2 separate regions of the Mus musculus genome follow, and region 2 is linked to region 1. The links are chromatin contacts, called in public Hi-C maps. All regions are on one chromosome and are shown on one strand. The core of a region is the stretch at or near the end of the contact, and the rest is flanking DNA. Distances in the headings are between cores, read along the strand shown. Region 1 overlaps Umad1 (UMAP1-MVP12 associated (UMA) domain containing 1). Region 2 overlaps Ica1 (islet cell autoantigen 1).

Region 1 (4,214 bases), core at 1,344-3,843:
CCACCCTTGGCACATCGCACTCATTTGTGTGCCACATGTGAGGCTTGACTTTAGTGTGCGCCATGAGCACAGATTGGAACCAGCGCGGTTTGCACAAGATTTCAAATAAATACCCATATACCTTGGTCTTTACATTTCTTTTAAATTAGCATATCTTGGCTACACCAGTTTAGCAAAAGGCAAGCACTGACTAGGATGTTCAGAGAACCCTCTGTCGATCTAAATACCCACTAATGGTAGAGTGGCAGGAAATAAGTGTCTGGATAGCAATAAAGTGAATGGCTTGCTTCTATAAGCCGCTGAAATGTAATGTATATAATCTCGGAGAACAAAGTCTTTTTTTAGCCTTCAACCTCATGCAGAATGCCTCTTATCTTCACAGAGACCTATTCAGGCTCCTCTTGAACAGGCCTTGACCAGTTATCCCCCGCTAGACTACCCTGGCCAAAACTTCTCCAATTCTACTGTGACCTGGCTCTTGTTACTCACTCCCAGGCTATTTTTTCCCAGGGCTCATTGCTTCTGTTCTTTCTGCCCAGGAGGCTTTTCTATCAGATCTACATTGAGCTACTAGCCTGTCTTCCCTATGGGTCTTGGCCCATCTGTCACCTTCTGAGAAAAGCTTCTCCTCTTATTTACACTGTATGCTACCCTCTCACCTCTGTTCGGCCTCCCTGTCTCCCACTTCTGTTTGTCTCTAGCCCTTAGTGTCTTGCCATATGCTTGTGACTCATTCTAATTATCATCTCTCAGAAGCAGGTTTTATCTCTTGTGCTCATCGATCTCCCCAATGCCCTAATCAGGACCGAGTGCTCAAAAATGCTCACTGCATGAATGAAAGCAGAGACAGAGCTTAGATTCTAATGGTGACAAAGGCTGACAGATTCCTTGTCTAAGAAGAAAAACTTTAAAGAAGAGAAACAGCATTTCTGTTAGACCTTTTATTAAAGTATACAGTACCTACAGGAGAGGGTACATTCATTGTCACTGTAGCAATTGCTAAATTCCTACAAACGGAATCCATAAGGTAGCTAGCCCTATAAAAGGTACAGAACACGTAGAATTCTTTTCCAGTTGCAATCTTCTCTTCCCTCAGACACCATCCTGACTTCTAATAGTATGGAGTGGTTTGATCCATGTTTTAATTTTCAATGAATGCACCACCCAGGATGGAAGCTTTGGCTTCTTTAAGTCAGTCTTATGTGTATTTGATGCATCTATACTGTTGCATGTTGGATGAAAACGTGTTGAGGAACATATTAGTGTAGAAGATGTATACTAATAGATATCTTAGAAGTCTTCTGGCTGCTATTTGACAGTGGACATTGGGTAGGAGGAAGGGTAGCCTGTAACATAAGCAAGAAGACAGCCTGGAACTGAGAGTCTGTCATGTTTGACTAAGGTTGTAACAGCAAAGTGAGATTAAATGATTGAATTTTGGAAAGAGTTTGGGTGTAAATTCAACCAGATTTATGAATAAAACGAAGCTGGTATAGGGACAAGAGTGTAGTCAAGAATCAATCCAAAGTTCTTGGTCTAACAGTGAGAAGATGGAGCCACCCAGATATGGGCTACAAGAGTGCTGGGAGCAGGTCTGGGCAGCACCACTGAAAGTTGGTGGTGGAGGCATGAGACACCTGACAGACATCACACAGAGCTTTCCATAGGGTTTTAGTCTGCAGCCAGTGAGCTCTGCTGGGCAAAGTCAGCGAGAACATGCAGTGAACGGGTCACGTGAGGTGATGTTGGAAAGGTATTTGATGCCAAGAGATACTCCTTTTTACTTGTGTTTTCATTTTAAATTGGGAGACACAGTTAAAGATAACGAGAAGGAAAGACAAGGAAAAAAAAAAAAAAACCTCGTGGAAGGTCAATAGAGAAGGAAATGCTTCTTCCACAGCAGTCTAGATAAGGGCCCTTAAGGAACACGAGTCTAGGGAACGACTTGGAATCAGCAAAGCTCCCAAGGCATGGCTATCAATAGTTGTCTTATAATTTCATGACAATTTTAACTTTAAACCATTACTTTCTGTATGCCCAGTACTGCTTACCCATAAACCTGACCCCATAAACATAACTTTATTTAATCCTAATAACCATTTTATACAATGGGTACACAACACCAAAGAACTTTCTAAGGTTTGCAATGAAAACCAGTAATAGCACCTCCTGCTATGAGAAAGCTTACTATAAAGGCAAAGGTATATGGGACACAGTCCCTGAACGCCTCCACTCTAACTTATATTCACAATGCTAAGTCAGCCAACGAGACAGGAAGCAGTTAAGAATGACAGCTATTCCAGACATGTAAAGGCCCTCACTATGTGCTGGCTTGTGTGGAAAAAATTGAAAAGGAACTAGCATCTGTGTGCACCATAAACTCCTGAAGATTACATGTGTGCTAGGGCTTAGGTTACTGAAATCAAGATGGTAGAGGGATCATGAGCACAGGGTCTAGATTATACTGTTGTGGTAAAAACAAAACAAAAACCCACCTAGAACAATAAGCAAATAGGCTGTGTAACTTCTCTGTTTCTTTAGCTGTGTTGTCAGATCAAATGTTGGCACTTTCCTTTTCTGGTTTATGTTTCTTTGTTTCTCAATCTCAGTACCAAATCCTAGTTCCTAGGCTAGCTCATCTTATACTCTAACCTACCTACCTTCCTTCTTCCCTTATTTCCTCCTTCCCTCCCTTCCTTCTTATTTTCTTTCCTTCGTTCCCTTTTGTTTTGAGACAGGGTTTCTCTCCATAGCCTTGGCTGTCCCGCAACTTACTACTATGTAGATCAGGCTATCCTCTAACTCACAGAGATTCACCTGCCTCTGCCTCCTAAGTCCTGGGATTCAAGACATAAGCCACCATAGCTGGCAAAGCTCTCTTGTGCTTGTGCACAGAACACTTGTTCAGTATTGAACTGCCAACTTTCCCACTAAGGAGGTGGTATATTACCCATTGACATGTTCCACTCTGAAACTTAACTCTCCAGCAGCAGAATTTATTCCCATTTATACATTTATCTTGCATTTCTTTTTAAAAATCATTCTTATCCGGCAAAAACAGTTTTCTAGAGGGCAAGGACATACCAAACCATATCTAGTACCATAAAGGACTTGGGCTACATGGCATTTTGTTCAAGTTCTGATAAGGCAGCCTTCTGGGCCTCAGCCCTCCAGTCTGTATAATGAGCAATAAGAGACAAAATGGTTGGCAATGGTGGCTATCATGTGCTGAACACATCCTGGGTGCTAGGCTCTACCTAAGCTGCTCTAAAAGTGTACATACACTCAATGAGATCACGTACAAGGTCTGCAGGGTGTGTGCTATGTGAAAGGTAAGAGGACAATGAGACAGGACATTTAACTCACACATCTCAGTACAAACAGATTGTCAGCAACGAAATGGAGAAACAAAGCAATGGTTTCTTAATGCTCTGCCCTATGAACCTACTTTGCCTGTGCTTTGCTAAGACACCAGATCAATTGAGCTGTGACAGTTTGAGATGATACTGCAAAAGACAGTGATCACTAAATAGCATGCTTAATGTAGAAGGAAAAAGATTCTAGTTTCTTTTATGGTTTGGAAGAAAGGATGGAGAAACATCCTGCAGAGATTGAAAAGAGATGGAAAAGCAACTGTAACTGTAGATAAATTCACCCCATGGGAACAAGTCTACTAGCAGTCTGGATAAGCCATGGGAAAACCCACGGACAGTGAAAGATCCCCAGGATGGTGACGGCTGAGGCAGATAGGAAGGCATGTGGGAATTCTGCGCCACAGAATTCCTTTTGCCTCTGTGCAAGTCTGAAATTTTCCTAAATCAAAGTTTTTGAAAGTTTTATTTAGTTAAGAAAATACCACTAACAGCAATCTACCAAATGCCTCCTAGAATGATCTAAATTTCAGCTGTGCTGGATGTAGGACTCCAGCTTCCATCTCTTAACAGTTGGCTTAGCGCAATGTTACAGTCTCCAAGGAGGCTGCCTGCCCTCTTGGCAGCAGGGTGAGTGCCATGATGCAGCTGCTGCTGGCATGCTGAGAGCTAGAAGGAGAGAAATTATACGGCAAAACAAGAGCAAGTCGCAAAGAAAATCTGAGTCAAAATTCAAGGGCCCCAGACCAGCTAAACCACACCCCTGAATCGCTAGCTTGGCAGCTCGTAGAGGTGGAGGTGGGGGCTGAGGGCAGGAACAGGTGCATTGGGTCTCTACAGAAA
Region 2 (4,769 bases), core at 1,155-3,654, 210 kb before region 1:
TTCCTCACTCCAGCCCAGTCAACCTAAGAAAGCCAATAGGCAATCCAAGGCACTGTCCCCTGAACTAACACTGGTCTCAAGAATTCCATTTTCCTCAGTCAGCATCTCTAACGAGTTTACAGGTGATGTGTTTCAGGAGGCAGGCTGCAGGGTTGGAGGGAAGGAGGCACAGTGCTGGTGGACAGGTACGGGGGGACAAGGAAGGACTCCTTTCAGCTTTTCCTCTGACTGGCACTGTTGGGCACACATTTGCACCACAGCCTTGACTTTCCACATTTACTGCTTTTATGTGATTTGGGTCTAAGAGGAAAATGGTTAAGAGCCAATTTTCTAGGAACTCAGGAGGTTTTGTTATTCCTGGACCACACCAACTACTGGTCATTTAAAATTGTTTTATTGAAGTGTAGTTTACATGCCATAAAATTCACTCGCTGTAAGCGAACAGGTCAAGGATTTCTCATAAATGCATACAGTGAAGTTTGAATTCCAGCATCTCAGAAGGCTCCTTGACGTCTGGAGCTTCCGGTTGCTTATGAATTGCCCTGTGTATGTTTAAGCGACATTTCAGTGAGTAGCAATGCCATTTAAAATCCCTTCTGTTTTCCATTGGTTTATACCGAGGAAATAGGTCACAGGTCATCTGTTTCATTACTTCTTAGTCTTCATTATTAAGTTTGTGTACTGTTCAGTGAATGTTAGGAACCATATGGGCTGCCAAGTACAGTGTTGCCATTGAAGATGATGTACCAAGAGTGTGCTTCTTGCCATCTAAAGGGGAGTTTTAATAGTTTGTCTTAATTGAAAAGTCATATGTATGAACCTCCACTGTATGCTAGTCAGTGTCCTGAATGATACAAGAATGAACTAATACATCACCCATGGCTTCAAGGGTTCATGACACCTAAATGTAGCAAAAATGCAAACAGTTAAAAACAGCATAATTCTATAATTGAGTCCACTAGAAAGTGTGGATGACGTTATAGTAGCAGGCTAAACAAAAGGTGTTTAATTTTTGTAGCATACACAGTATGACATTCTTCCTTAAGAAACTATTCCCAGACCCATCTGAACTCTGCAGTGCAAACATGGTCTCTCTTGAGGGCATTACTGGAGACTAAATTATTCTTTACAAAAACATACAAAACACAAATCAAGAACATCACAGTAAAAGGATAGAGTTTTAGGCATAAGGATCCCATTGGGATGCCCTGTTGGTGGTCAACATTTTAACATGAGGCCCAGCAATGGGCTTAATCAGCAAACAGCTACCTGCTCATCGCTCTGAAGAAAAACTTGCATACCTTTTTTCAGAAGACAGAACTTCATACAAAAAGAACTAAAGCAGAGGTTTAAAGATGTATATGGTAAATTAAGGATGAGCCATGCCAAAATTTCCAGGACAAACAGTAAATGTTTTAAGAAATGGAGGAGCTTGCTTCCATAAAACAAGAGGGCTAAAGGCCTCTAGTCATGCTCTTCAGGCAGGCTACAGGGTTATGACAGAATGCTGGGTTACTCAAGTCAAGTGACATTGTAAGGTATGGCATAAAGCTAACATTAACACAGGCTCTTCACTTTCATCTTTTGGGATGGACTGTTATTTATTTCGACTTCCCAGCATACAGGAAAGAGATGCGTATGACCCTCTCGGAAGAGATGTATGGTTACTAGTTTTATTACTGTGTTATTGGTATTCAGTTTTAACCCTTCCCCTTTTGAGACAGGAAACCATAGATCTTGATTTCCTGATGGTTTTGGGTGTGGTCATGAAGTCACCATGTTCCACAAGAAAATGGGTATAAAACATGAAAGGAAAAACAGTGCTTTGATACAGCAGCTTCTTGGTTGCTTTTCAAAATCCACTGTCTTCCTTAGTTGGCCATGTATTTCAGTTAGATATGATCCGATGCTTCTCTTCTGCTAGTTTTTTCCCAGTCTGGGGAAGATAGGAGAAAGGTCTTGTCACACCATCCTCTGTTGGAGGCTACCATGGGCAGAAACCATACATATATGTGCCCAGCTGGTGAGGGTGGGGTGACAGTTCTTGTTAGATCTAATGTCCTTTGGTCTTGAATATTAGGCTGGGCTTAGGTGTCAAATGAGGTCCTTTTAAGCTCGGGAGATCTGTTCTGATCTGGAGCAGGCCCCTGAAGTGCATCTGCTGGGCAGGAGATCTCATGTGTAGTCCCAGCTTTATCTCTGTTGCTTTGCTTATCACCCCCTCTCCTTTTGACCACAGGACATTAGAGGAAACGTCTGTCTCATTATCATCAGAAAGTGTTCCTATGATGCTCTTTTAAGTGCTGTGCAAATAATTTGCACCTGGTTTTAGTCCTAGTGGAGACCTGGAGGATCTGAGGGTCGGTCTCCTCAAAGAGCAGTCGGCTGGCTTAGCTCTTAACTGCAAGTCTGTGATTACTCCCTGGGGACCCTCTCAGACCTCTGCAAGAGGTTAGGAGGAAGGGGAAGTAAGTGTGTGACATATTTTCACTGGGGATTTCTTTAAGATCTCATTACACACTCTATCAAGAACTGAGATAAACTAATCTGTCTCTATCAGTCTTGTCCCATCTAGTATCCTCATATGACCTCCATCATGATGGCTTGAGGTTCTCTCTTGTCTCAGTATGTCAAATCGCTATAAGCTAGGGGTTATAAGGGCAACCCACGTAGAATTCAATCAAGGTTACCTATAGTAATAACCTATTAGGATTACTCTTTGGAGAACTGTTGGGTTTAGATTACTTAGTCTTGCCATTACTAGCTGTTCCTATGTGTACGAGTTGTATCTCATATATTATGACATAATACATGCATAGACTCTGTCATTACAAAGTAATGCACCCATTGGGTATTATGCTGAGAAATAGGGAGATGAACTGAAAGCATGAAGTGCTTCGTTCACTATCTTAAGAGTTCAGTGTCATTTAGAGCAAGGATCAAAGACGATTTAAGTAACTCCCATCCCATTCTGTGTCTTCGCTCCTGCCAGTTTTGAGACTTTTCAGCCACATGGCGAACACATTCCTAGCTGCTCCCTGCTAGGAGGTACCCTAATAGAGAGACATTTATCCCAGCTTCTGACGTCGCCACCTGTTGGGAAGGAGGAGAGGCATGGATTATCAGCCAGTGAAGTGGATGCTCACGTGGAATGATTTATAGGAAAGAGTCCCAGCTCATTTATAAATCACTGGCATGAGGCGCTCCTTTGAAAATTCTCTTCTCATCTGGAAGACACTTTGGCTGTCTAATCATGGTTTGGGGGGAGTTAGGGTGGGGGGAACAGAAGTAGAGGGAAGAGCTCCAGTGAGGCTGAACGGGGGGGATTTCAAGCCCATGAAGGGAAGGGAAGGGAAGGGAGAAGGGAAGGGGAAAGGGAAAGGGAAAGGAAGGACCTAGCCTTTGACAGGAAGAGCTAGGAAAGGCAGTGATTGTAATGGTAGAGAGACTGGGCCTGGGTATGACCTCCTGTGGGCCTGCGTCTTTGAAGGGTGAAAGGAGAAACCGCAGATGGCTCCTGGCCCGTGGGACTTAAAGGGAACCCTCCGGCAGACACCAGAAGGCACCTTGCTTCAGTCTGATTTCTGAAATAGCCAAGCTGCTTCTCGGTTGAGGGAGACAGACAGCATGTGCCGTTTTGAGTACCTCTGTGAGCTGTAGCCATTGCTGGAGGTGCCCTGAAGATGGAAATTAGTTAACTGAGTCTCAGGCCAAGGTTTGTGTTAGCCAGCCCTTCAGGGGACATGAAATTCCCCAAGGATCATGGGATTTGTCCCTCCTGAGGTGCTCATTGAGAAGGTGGGTTTGTTCATGTTTCTTCTTCTTTCCCCAGAGCCTGCCAAGGCTGCCTCGGACCTGACTGCCTGGTTCAGCCTCTTTGCTGACCTCGACCCCTTATCAAACCCTGATGCTGTTGGGAAAACTGATAAAGAACACGAATTGCTCAATGCATGAGTCTGCAACCTTCAACAGGGAGCCCTCGGGCCACTCCGCGGCACCTCATCCAGGGCTTGCAGAAGTCTAATATGCTCAGTGTGCTGTTTTAATATTTACATGCCATTTTAATAAAATGAGAGGGTCAAGGCCCTGTTTCTATCGCTATAGTTATTCACTCCTGTTTGGTTTGTATGTAGTCCGTGTGCATTGAACAGTAGAGGAGTACACAGGGGCCGCTGGCAGGCCACTGCTTACTCTTGCTGACACCCAAAATCCAAGGCTAAATCACACACCTGCATGTGGACTTACACACGTCCTCAGGGGCACCAGGAGGCTCAAAGTGCTTTCTCACGTCCCCATCCCTCTCAGAAGAGGTGTCAGGAAGAGCCCTTCTGCCATGCCACTGTCCACTGAGCTCTGGATGAAGATCCAGACAACCGAAGACACTGTCCCCTGCCACACTTGACTGCGGCCACGTGCCACACTGGCAGAGGAGTGGGGCTGCTTTCTGCTGCATGGACCTTTCTATTGAAGGCAGCCATCCTTGCACATCCTAGTGTCTCCTTTTATCTTTTCCGTAGCTGAATTCAAAAGCATAAACTCCAGGAGCCTCATGGAACCTTTTTTTTTTTAAACAGAAAATTTTAAACATTAAGACAACATTTGCTATACAAACTCAAGTCGTGGATTCTGTGTGGAGACCCAGCTGTGCTAAGAAAAGCATCATTGAAGGTGCAATAGAGGGGCAGGGGGCCCCATGGGCAGTTCTGCAGCTATTGGTCAGAACTGTACATCCCCAAATAAGGCAGCCAGCTACAAGGGCTGCCTGGGAC

Evidence for each region. A called contact is a pair of places that touch in the nucleus more often than the background predicts.
Region 2: a Hi-C map of the G1E-ER4 cell line shows a contact between it and region 1, with 6 times the contacts expected there. The contact joins two enhancer-like sites. A contact is called at or near these places in 4 of 484 Hi-C or Micro-C datasets (the G1E-ER4 cell line and cerebral cortex) and 2 of 9 other capture datasets (adipose tissue and liver).

The regions. Positions count from the first base shown.
Region 1 is chr6:8,422,275-8,426,488 of GRCm38.p6, reverse strand. The region is part of intron 3 of Umad1 (UMAP1-MVP12 associated (UMA) domain containing 1); the gene reads right to left. Among named protein-coding and RNA genes, the nearest start is that of Gm26075, 77 kb to the left of the region's middle. Within about 2 kb of position 2,593, at least 49 of the 459 cell types and tissues checked have an H3K27ac peak or open chromatin away from gene starts, as enhancers often do. A contact at or near this core is called in the G1E-ER4 cell line, where this site is marked.
Region 2 is chr6:8,629,861-8,634,629 of GRCm38.p6, reverse strand. It overlaps Ica1 (islet cell autoantigen 1), which reads left to right. Exons shown (of 14, transcript NM_010492.3): 14 at 3,833-4,103. The coding sequence ends at 3,954. Among named protein-coding and RNA genes, the nearest start is that of Gm35621, 8.9 kb to the right of the region's middle. Within about 2 kb of position 2,404, at least 36 of the 459 cell types and tissues checked have an H3K27ac peak or open chromatin away from gene starts, as enhancers often do. A contact at or near this core is called in the G1E-ER4 cell line, where this site is marked.